Linked DNA regions of Muntiacus reevesi: region 1 is linked to region 2. The links are chromatin contacts, called in public Hi-C maps. All regions are on one chromosome and are shown on one strand. Each heading gives the region's core, a stretch centred on a gene start, on an enhancer-like site or on the middle of the called end of the contact. The rest is flanking DNA. Distances are from core to core; before and after follow the strand shown. Region 1 holds the start of ADCK2 (aarF domain containing kinase 2). Region 2 holds the start of MKRN1 (makorin ring finger protein 1).

What was found. A called contact is a pair of places that touch in the nucleus more often than the background predicts.
Region 1: a Hi-C map of blood shows a contact between it and region 2, with 4 times the contacts expected there. The contact joins the promoter of ADCK2 here to the promoter of MKRN1 in region 2. A contact is called at or near these places in 2 of 3 Hi-C or Micro-C datasets (blood and muscle).

What each region holds. Positions count from the first base shown.
Region 1 is chr6:98,558,650-98,564,166 of mMunRee1.1, reverse strand. ADCK2 (aarF domain containing kinase 2) reads right to left here and starts at 2,250. Exons shown (of 8, transcript XM_065939498.1): 1 at 954-2,250. The coding sequence starts at 1,886.
Region 2 is chr6:98,411,489-98,416,854 of mMunRee1.1, reverse strand. It overlaps MKRN1 (makorin ring finger protein 1), which reads left to right and starts at 2,484. Exons shown (of 7, transcript XM_065939205.1): 1 at 2,484-2,873. The coding sequence starts at 2,686.

The DNA.
Region 1 (5,517 bases), core at 1,001-3,500, 150 kb before region 2:
AATAAACATGTAAGAAAAACTAGTACAGGGACTTCTTGGCGGTCCAGTGGCTAAGACTCTGGGCTCCCAATGCAGGGGGCCCAGGTTCAACCCTTGGTGGGAGAAGGAGATCCCGCGTGCCACAGCTAAGAACCAGCACACCCAAGTAAATAAGCAAAAAAATTTTTTTAAACCTGTTTTAAAAAAAATGCCCACCTCAGGCACCTCTTACAGATTAAATTAAGGGGACACATTTCCTGGTATACAGCAGGCATCTACTACTTTAGTCTCCCACAGAGCAAAGGGAAACTTCAAGATACTTTGGACAGGTGTTTCCTAAACATGCCTGATGTTTCAATTCATTTGCAGCATTTATAAAAAAGCCAGATCGGACTCTCCCCTTGGAAATTAGGATTCAGCCTTGGAAATTAGGTGCCTCAGTGAGGCACCCTTGGGAGGGATTTTTCTGTGAGGGTGAGAGCACCAGGGTATTGGCTACAAGCATCCACTAGTTCTCCTGGGGGTGTTCGGATCAGGGATGGAAAGGTGTGGAGAGGAGAGATGATGGAGCCGGGCAGAGGTGACTGGAAATGAAGAGAAGGAAGCTGATGTAAAAATGAACACTGCCCTCTTGGACTCGCCATAGCACACCTAACCTAGTCTGTCTCCCATTTATCCCGACCCCAGAGCCAAGAGGTGAGTTGGATGGATGATGGGTCCTCCCCCCGCAGAGACAGCCAACTCCAGAGCCTCTTCATCTTCCTTTTTCAGGCCATTCGCATCACTCTCCTTCAAGCCAAGAAATCAAACAGCTTGCGTGTCACAGGTACCCAGAAAATGGTCAAGCTGAAAGAAATCAACGGAAGGCAAAGTGGGGTAATTTGCAAAGGGGTGTATCCTGACCTGGGTAGCTCCGTGGAGTTGGTGAGGTTTTAGAGATGGGAGGGTCTGGCTGCAAGCATCAGAACACTTACTTTCACGGCCACGGGGACGAGGTGATCTGGCTCCTGTTCACCGGTGGGCCCTGAAGCCTGAGACAAGGATGCATTGGATCCAACCAGGTCCGCTTTAGGGAAGAGCAGCCTTTCTACAAATGACTGGTCGGCAAGACTCTCTTGAGGCCTGCCCGCCTTCCCCAGGTGTCCAGGGAGCTTGTCCAGCCCCCCACCTGCCCCAGTTTCCAAGGAGAGCTGCAGTCTAGAGGCCGTGGCCAGTCTCTGGATGCTGTCCTTCTCCAGGAAGGCAGGATTGGCACGCGCTTTGTACACTTGGGCCACGCAGCCAGAACCCACTGGCTCCTGCTTCTCAAAGCAGAGGACCCTCCCCCAGTCCTCCCCAAAGGCCTGGCGCAGGAAGTGTTCGGTGTGAGTCCAAGGATGGGGCGAGACCTGGACGTGCAGCCTGGAGAACTGGGCGCAGAACGCCTCTGAGAAGAGATCCCGCCGGGTGCTGGCCCACTGGCCCAGCTTGATGTAGGTGGGGCCTGAGGTCTCGGTGGCTTTCAGAAGCAGGTGGAGCCAGAGACTGGAGACACTGGGAGCCAGGTAGGTGAGGGGATAGAGTAGGAGGAGGGGGAAGAATTTCACCAAGAGGGCCCCTGCTCTGAGCCAGATGCGCACGTGCAGGAGGAGCCAGCCCAGCCGCCCCTCCGGAGGGACTCTCTCCAGCGGCCCATTTTCAGCCAGGTCACTCCAACTGGTCTTCGGCCGACGTACGCCCTCCGGAGACCCCTCGCCACTGTCCTCATAGGTGGAGACGAGCTTGGGCAAAGTGCCAAGCAGAAGCCAACAGAGTCTAGCCTTGCGACAGCCCTCAGAGGGTCTCAGAAGGCCGAGTTCCTTTCTGAGCGCAAAACCTCTCAAGTGCGCCAAGCAGACCCTGAGAGAGAAGCGCCAGGGGGTCACCATCCTCTCCCAGAGGTCACGGCCTCGGCTGCCTGCCTCCACTTAAGGAGGGCCCATCTATGTTCCTTCTTTTCGCAAGGCGGACATGAGTCCGGGTCTCCGCTGAATATTCCGCTAAACAGCCGGGCAGCAGCGAGATGAAGGGGGCGCGCAGACCTGGCCGCCCGTGTGCAGTCCCCAGGACAGGGACGTGACCTGCGCGAGGTGGCCGCGCGGGCGGAGACCGAGCCCGGCGACCGCAGGGTCACCGCGCACGCCCGCCGGCGCCAGAGTGCACCCGCCGAGGGCCCGGACGCAGCGGGGCTGCGCGGAGGGGCGCGAGGGGGACCGATCGGAGGGCCGCGGCGCGGAGAGCCTGGTGGGGGTGAGGAAGAACCAGATAAGGCGAGGGGTGGAGAGCTGGGGCCGGGGGCGGGGGCAGCGCGAACGGCCGAGGACCGGGGCGCGAGCGCGCGGTGGGGAGGAGTCGGGTGGGGGCTCCAGAGAGCCGAGGTCCCAAGGGCACTGGAGGTCTGGGCGCCAGGGGCGGGGAAGGAGAGCGGAGGGTAGCGGAGCGGAGGACCGGGGATCGGGACTAGGGGGGTCGGGGGTCGGAGGACCAGGAATCGGGACTGGGGGGGCCGGAGAGCTGGGATTCCGACGCCCAGGCCGCGCGACGCGCGTCTTCCGGGACCGCCTGCCCGCCGGCTCGGGAACCGCCCCTTTAAAGCGAACGCGACCCAGACTCCGGCTGAGACCCACCCGGCCCTCGGGTCCTGGGGCCCCCCAAATAGAATTAACCCCAAACGCGCCCTCCACACCCAGTCGCTCCACTGTGCGTCCGTCTCTCCAATGACATGGTAGCTTTCCTTACAAAGAGCGTGGAAACGCGGGAACGTTGGGTAAATTGACAGCCGTTTCCTGAACACAGGTCTGGTTTTCAATTGAGCGGGAACGGGAGGGTTGGTGGGAGGAGTGGGGTGGGGGGTGTTGTCCTTGGACGGCGGGATTCCCAGGCTGCCCTGATTTGGAGAACGTGTTTGGACTCCGGGGCTGTGGCTCCGGAGTGCTCATTCATTCAACCAAGTATGTTTCTTAAACTCAATCTAATATTTATCGAGGCTCAATAATATCTACCGTGCAAGGTCCTGGGAACATGGAAACACACATCCTGACCTTGTAGGCTCATCACTTTTGAGGAAGATCCCACCGTGAAGAAAGGGAACAATGGGGACGATGCCGAGCTGCGCCCTGCGGGTCTCCTGGACACGAAGGTCTCTTTGTCCCCCGTTTCTTGTAGGCAAGACTCCAGCCTCCATGACCTTCTCTGAGTCCCAAAGGGCAGAACAGTTGCTAATCAAGGGAGGAGCAGCCAGGAAACCACCTGAGGCAAGATTAAAGGGCCATCAAGAATTAGGAGACCTAACCATTTCGAGCCGATGCACACCCTAACCTTGTCAGCAACCTCACCCTTTTGAAACTTTGCAGAAGAACGTTACCATCTTGATCCTTCTCAGGTACCCTTGCCAGACTATATAACCCCTCCTTGTTTACCAGGGAGGGGGGCACAGTTTTTGAGGCGCTAGCCTACTGTATTCCCCCTTTGACTGGCAAAGTAATAAAGCCACTCTTTCCTTCTCCTCCATAATTGTCTCCATATTTCTGTTTGGCACTGGTGCACAGAGCCAAAATTTGGGCAATGAGAACCCCCAGGATGGCAGCTACTTGGGAGAAGAGGGGAGGGTGGTACGGGTGGGAGGGTATTCAGCCACAGAAATAATTAAGCCCCCAAATAGGAAGGTGTTTGGTGTGAGGTTCAGGGGGAGTTTGTTTAACTGTCAAGAACCAGAAGAAGGCCAGATAGCTCTACCAAGCAAAGAGGAGCGGAGCAGAGCTTGGAAATCAGCCAGGACAGCCAGGGAAGGCCAGCGGTCTTCTGCTCTGCTCTTTGGGACTTGGAGGCTGCCTGCACTGGGGTACCACAGTCACCTCTACATTCATGACCCTTTATCTCCACGTGAGTGACAGCCTTCCAGAGAAGTCTGCCAGGGACTCACAAGTGGAAAGACCCTGGAGACGTGGCCCATGCCTTCTGCTGGAACTGTGACTGCCACTAACAGCCTAAGGAGTGCAGGAAAACTTGGGGACTCCTGCACTGCCAACTAATAATCCAACTCCCATTTCCCAAGATGTACAGACCCTTTTGAAGTTCCCAAGACAGAAGTCATACCTAACTCCGCTGGTTTCAAGTATGGCCAGCCATTAACTATACCCTCCAAGCTTCAGAGCACAAAATGAAACAAGACAAAGGCTAACAGAGTTTTGCCAAAAGAACCCACTGGTCATAGAAAACACCTTCTTCCAACAACACAAGAGATGACACTACACATGGACATCACCAGATGGTCAATACCGAAATCAGATTAATTATATTCTTTGCAGCCGAAGATGGAGAAGCTCTATACAGTCAGCAGAAACAAGACTGGGAGTTGACTGTGGCTCAGATCATGAACTCCTTATTGCAAAATTCAGACTTAAACTGAAGTAGGGAAAACCACTAGACCATTCAGGTATGATCTAAATCAAATCCCTTAGGATTATACACTTTGAAGTGACAAATAAATTCAAGGGATTAGATCTGATAGACAGTGCCTGAGAAACTATGGATGGAGGTTCATAACATTGTACAGGAGGTGGTGATCAAAACCATCCCCAAGAAAAAGAAATGCAGAAAGGCAAAATGATTGTCTGAGGAGGTCTTACAAATAGCTGAGAAAAGAACAGAAGCGAAAGGCAAAGGGGAAAAGGAAAGATAGATCCATCTGAATGCAGAGTTCCAAAGGATAGCAAGGAGAGGTAAGAAAGCCTTTTTAAGTGAACAATGCAAAGAAATAGAGGAAAACAATAGAATGGGAAAGACTAGAGATCCCTTCAAGAAAATTAGAGGTACCACAGGAACTTTTCATGCAAAGATGGGCACAATAAAGGACAGAAACAGTATGGACCTAACAGAAGCAGAAGATATTAAGAAGAGGAGGCAAGAATACACAAAAGAACTATACAAAAGATTTTAATGACCCATATAACCACGATGGTGTGATCACTCACCTAGAGCCAAACATCCTGGAATGTGAAGTCAAATGGGCCTTAGGAAGTTAATGGAGGTGATGGAATCCTAGCTGAGCTATTGCAAATCCTCAAAGGTTGGATATGGTCACCCTGCTTATTTAACTTACATGCAGAGTACATAATGAGAAATGCTGGGCTGGATGAAGCACAAGCTGGAATCAAGATTGCCGGGAGAAATATCAATAACCTCAGATATGCAGATGACACAAGCCTTAAGACAAAGCGAAGAGGAACTAAAGAGCCTCTTGCTGAAAGTCAAAGAGGAGAGTGAAAAAGCTGGCTTAAAACTCAACATTCAGAAAACTAAGATCATGGCATCTGGCTCCATTACTTTGTGGCAAATAGGTGGGGAAACAATGGAAACAGTGAGAGACTTTATTTTGGGGGCTCCATAATCACTGCAGATGGGTGACTGCAGCCATGAAATTAAAAGATGCTTGCTCCTTGAAAGAAAAGCTATGACCAACCTAGACAGTATATTAAAAACAGAGACATTATTTTGCCAGCAAAGTTCTATCTAGTCAGA
Region 2 (5,366 bases), core at 1,235-3,734:
CATCAGAGAATTCTCTCACCCAGAGCCCAAATATTTTATTGAGCAACTACTATATGGTCACACATAGTTCTAGAGACCTGTGCTATATCAGAACAAAATAGGCAAAGATCCCTGGCCTTACAAAGCTTATATTCTAGCTAGGAGAAACAGACAAAAAAAAAAAAAAAAGAAGAAGAAGAAGCAGCAAATTCTATAGTAATTAGAAGGTGAAAACTATGCAATAAGAAATAGAGCAAAAAAATAAATAAATAAAAAAAATAAAAAAAAATAAAAAAAAAATAAAAAAAAAAAAGAAATAGAGCAAAGACTTCCCTGGCAGTCCAGTAGTTAAGACTGCAATTGCACTGTAGGGGGCACGGGTTCGATTCTTGGTGGGGGAACTAAGATCCCACAGGCAGTGCAGTGTGCCCCCCAACCCCCCAAAAATGTTGTTACTTAACAGGTAAACCCTAACAGATAAAAACTACCAGGAACACACCTGTAGTCCAACAAAGAGGTTAACGCTGCAGAAGGGGAGGCCACATGGGGGAGGAAGGTGGGCATCTTGGAAAAGGGAGCAGGGAGGGGTTTCTCACAGGATTGAAGCTCTTTTTGGATAACAGCACAAGCAGATGGAAGACCAGCTCTGGGTTGGGTGCTGTCGTGAGGTGCAGCAGTTTAGCGAGTGGGTATCTTATAAATCTTTGGGAGCTCAGGTAACAGGGAAGAGCCAAGTCTGACTCCATGTTGAATATGATTCTTTGACTGAAACCTTGACTGTCATTGTTCTTGTTATTATAATCATACATTATGGCCTGCCTCAGGGAACCCTGCCCTCTGCCCAAAGTTAAACTAAAGTGGCTTTGTTCTGCTCACTGGGAGACAATCTGACCATGCTCACCTGTCAATGGCTGCAGGAAAAAAAGTAATTAACACAGCCCCTCCTATTTTACAAGATAAAGCTACTTCCTCACCTCCTGTCTCTCCCTGTTCTTTAAAAGAAACTGGCATCCTGGACCCCATAGGACGGTGTTCCAGGGACCTAGGACGCTACCACTTCGGTCCACAGGTGATACTTTCCTATTCCTGGCCTCTACACCTCATCTCTCAGTTTATTAGCCTGTCATCAGCAAGCAGATCGAGCTTGGACTCGGTAATGGAGGGAGAAATGAAGCGGGGCTGGGCAAGTCGTTAGTAAAAATGTTGCATTTTCTCAAAAGGGGATTGTCAGTCATTTTGCAGCCATGCTGTGGCCTTGAGGGAAACATTGTTTTCCCTTGGCTTTGCCACTGTCCTTGTTTGTGTCTGTTGGGTACATTGTGGTCTGATTATCAGTGGGATGGATTTTCACTTTCTCAAGGTTACGTAAAATCTCAAGATTACGTAAAAAAGCAAATTTAAGGGCTTATGAAAAACTGCTCAGGATTTAGTATGCAGCATCTGAGTGGACCGGGAGCATTACCGGGGAGGTAAGAGTAAATACTTCTTAATTTTCCTAGTTTTAGAAATAACTCTTTGAAGCTGGGATATTTCAGACAGCTTTTATTATTCAATATCTATTAAAACTGTAGTGCAAAGCACACCGTTTTACATGAACTTTAAGTTTCACAACCATTTTCAGAGATGTTGTGCTTCAGAGAGGTGTGGTTAGTGGCTCAGTTGTGTCTGATTCTTTGCGTCCCCTTGGACTGTGGCCTGCCAGATTCCTGTTCATTCGGATTCTCTCAGCAAGAATACTGGAGAGGTTTGCCTTGCCCTTCTTCAGGGGATCTTCCCAACCCAGGAATCTTCCCGACCCAGGGGCCGAAGCCAGGTCTCCCCCATTGCAGGCGGATTCTTTACCATCTGAGCCACCAGGGAAGACTCTCTGGGGGGTAGGTCCTGTTACTATTCTTAAATTATTTTTTATTTTACAGACGGAGAGGAGGAACACTAAGGTAAGTTAACTGACTCAAAACTACATCGTTAGGAATGAGAGATGGCCCGAGGTTAAGGGAGACAAGTCGACTGCACAGCCTTTGCTTAGCCACCTTGCTCTTCTCTTGGGTTGAGATCACACCTCTAACGGGAAGAACAGGAGAGAACATTTGTTAAAAGTGTTCAGTCTGAAAAAAAAAAAATGTTCAGTCTGGCCAGGCACTAAAAGCTCAGTGACTTGCCACATATATAAAGCCTACTCGGACAAGGAAACTGAGGCTAGAGATAATGGGTATCCTGTCCAAGTTCGTACAGTTAGGTTAACTGGTAGAACCAGCAAAGTCTGGATTCAAACCCAGGACCCCCCGACCCCAACCCCAGTTCCACCTCTCCACTGCACCAGCCTCTGCTGGGAAGGACTCATCCAGGTGAGTGCCCTTGAAATGAGGACTTTGGTTCCCTAGGCGAGGAACCTGGGGGCAGTAGGTGGGGCGGGGGGCTGGGCCCTCACCTGGGGGAGCCCGCCCTAGCCCCGCCCCTCCCGGGCGGAGCCGCCTCGTCCACCAATCAGAGGGCGCTGGGGGCGGGCCGGGGGAGCGCTCGGGCCCCGGCCCGCAGTTCGAGCGGCGAGAGCGCTCGTCGACGCGACGCCGGGGCCGAGGGGAGCGAGCCGGCGCCTCAGTGTCCTTCCCCTCCCCACCCGTCGCCTGGCCGCCTTCTCGCCGCGGCCGGACCGGAATTATGTGATCCCGGAAGTTCCGGCGCCATTGCTGTGTGGGATAAACAGTAATGGCGGAGGCTGCAGCTCCCGGAACAACAGCCACACCATCAGGAGCAGGAGCGGCAGCGGCGGCGGCGGCAGCGGCCTCCCCCACCCCTATCCCCGCAGTCACCTCGCTGTCCCCGGGGGCGGGGGGCGGGGGAGGCGGCAGCGACGGCGGCGGCGGCGGCGGCTGGACTAAGCAGGTCACCTGCAGGTGAGACGCAGCGCTGCCGGCGCCGGGCGCGGGGAGGGGACCGAGACCGCGGGGGAAGGGGGCGGGCTGCCGGGCTGCCGGGCCGCCGGGCGGGGGCGGGCGGAGGTGGGAAGCGAGCCGGCGTTGCGGTCCCCGCGGTCGCCGCGCTGCGTCAACCCCCGCCGGCCGCCGAGGCCCGGGCGCGCGGCCCCGCTGCGGAGCCGCCGCACCGCCCGCCGCCTCCCCGCACCGGGCCGAGCGGCGCGCGCGGGGCGAGAGGTGGGCTGACTCCTCCCTCCTTTTATTGTCGCCGACCCCCCCCACCCCAACCCCCGGCCTGCGAACTCGCCGGTTCCCAAAGGGGGTTTGGCGGTGTGGCCCGGAGCCCGCATCCCCGCAGCCCTGCCGGGCCGGGGATCGCCGCCGCGGGCCCGCGGGCGAGAAGTGGGGCCCGACCGCCGGCCCTGCCGCGGTGTCATCCGTTTGTAACGTCTTCCCGGGTCTCGGGCCCCGCCCGGAGCGGGGAGCTTTTGTGATTTCTCCTTTTGTGTGTTACCGAGCTGGGCGGTTCTGAGCTTTGTCTCCGAACCGAGTGCCGGCCCTGGGGGTCCTCTCCACCGCCTTAGGTGTTTACGAGCTGGCATTCCCGTTCCCCCCACCCTGGCTGGAAGATGTCTTATTTTCAAGTCCACGCGTCTTAAGGGAGTCGGGGAGCTCGTCGCTCCGCAGGGAGACGGATTTTGTTTGGGGTTTGGGATGTCAGATGAACGTATTTGAAAAAAATAAGTGATTAGTAGAGGACGGTTATGCGGACGGTGTGGCTGTGCGTCTAAGATAAGGGCATTTAATTGGATGTCGTACTTGAGTTTTTTTCTTAAGTGATCAGTAAGCGACTAGAAGCTTTTGTTTTTCTGTCGGTTGAAAAATCAGTTGAAACGCCGTTATTCACCTAGGGGGGTAGTTTATATGCAGATATCAATACTTCAAAATATTTTTTAATATACAGAACTCACTGTCCTGGTATTAGCAGGGGTGAAGCGTTCTCAGTGCTTAATATGATACATTTAAGATGACATGAATGGTAAGCTTAATTATTTTCAATAACGGGATAGAGAAAGCATAAAAGCTGTTTCAGGTAGTTTTTTTCAGTCATCTGTAGATCTGAAGTATCCCAAAGAATGAGAATTTTAAAATTCCTACTCATGGAACCAGGTCTTTGAGTCTTTTATTTCTGTTTTCTCTGCAATGCTGCAATTGCTTTATATGTGCTAGCTGAATCTTTTAAAATAGTGTAACCTTTATATTTCTGAATTTTCTAGTCTTTAACCCTGCAGTTCCAATTTGCATGCACTGAGAATAATCGTCCTTTAATATATGGATTCTTTAAGAACTCCATGCAGTGCCTTAATTTTATCAATACACACCGACTCTAATCTCAGTTATTGTTTGGCTTTGAATACCCATCACTAGCTTGACATTACTTTATATTACTTGTCTCATTATTATCCTGTTGTGTCTGTGTCTGAGCTCAACTCATGTCTGCAGAGAAAGCATTGTCCCTTCTGCACTTTACTTTCCTCTCTGTTAGAAACTTTTCCCTGATCTACTTCCCCTTTTCTAGTTCCTTACCAGTGTCATCAGAATTCAAAACAGCTCACTAGACTGATCAGTTCCTCTTTGCCTACCTTTAGATCTTTGAGTTTCTGAAATATTCTAGATCACTCCAGGACCAGCATGAGTTTCTTGCACATGAACCCTAATAGATTAATATATTTAAGAAATTTACATCATCGAGTAAGCTATTTCTAATAAGCATTTGTATCAGATACAGGGTTAGTTAGACACGCTATTGTTGTTTTTCATATAAAGCAACCTATAGCTTTTACTTGAAACATCAGTAAAAAGTACAGACTAATTGATGTCTTGGATTTTAACACTTGACATTACTTTCAGTTTGTTTTAAATACTAACATGATCTATTAAAAATCTTTCTGCTTTGTCTAGCAGAATACCACATATATATTCATTCATTTATTGTAAACTTTGAGCTTTTTGAGAACAGGGGCCCTATTTTTTTTATCATTGTATCTGTAGGGCTTTATTTGGTGCCTGGTATGTGTAACTTTCTGGGACTAACCTCATTCAGTTATTCTGTAAATAAGTATTTGTGCTTACAGTGGGAGACATAGAGCTAGATGTTGAAGAAAAGGCAGGAATGCATTGTATTATAAATATTTGCTTTGTGTTTGATAGCAAACTCTCCTTTGAAGAGAATTCAAGATAGTGCTGTCTTCTAGTTTGAACCCCTTTCCCCCCTGTATCTAGGAATTTGACTAGCGCTATTTTCTTCAAGGGTATAATCCTTAGAAGTTGTTTGGATGTTGGAAATTTGTTTTTAATTGCTCAGAATCCTCTGCATTTTCTTGTTGGTTAGTCTTTTCTAAATATTTCTCTTAAAAATTCTGTCTCATTTAAAAAAAATCTGTCTCATTGTGTTACTTTAACAGCTTAAAA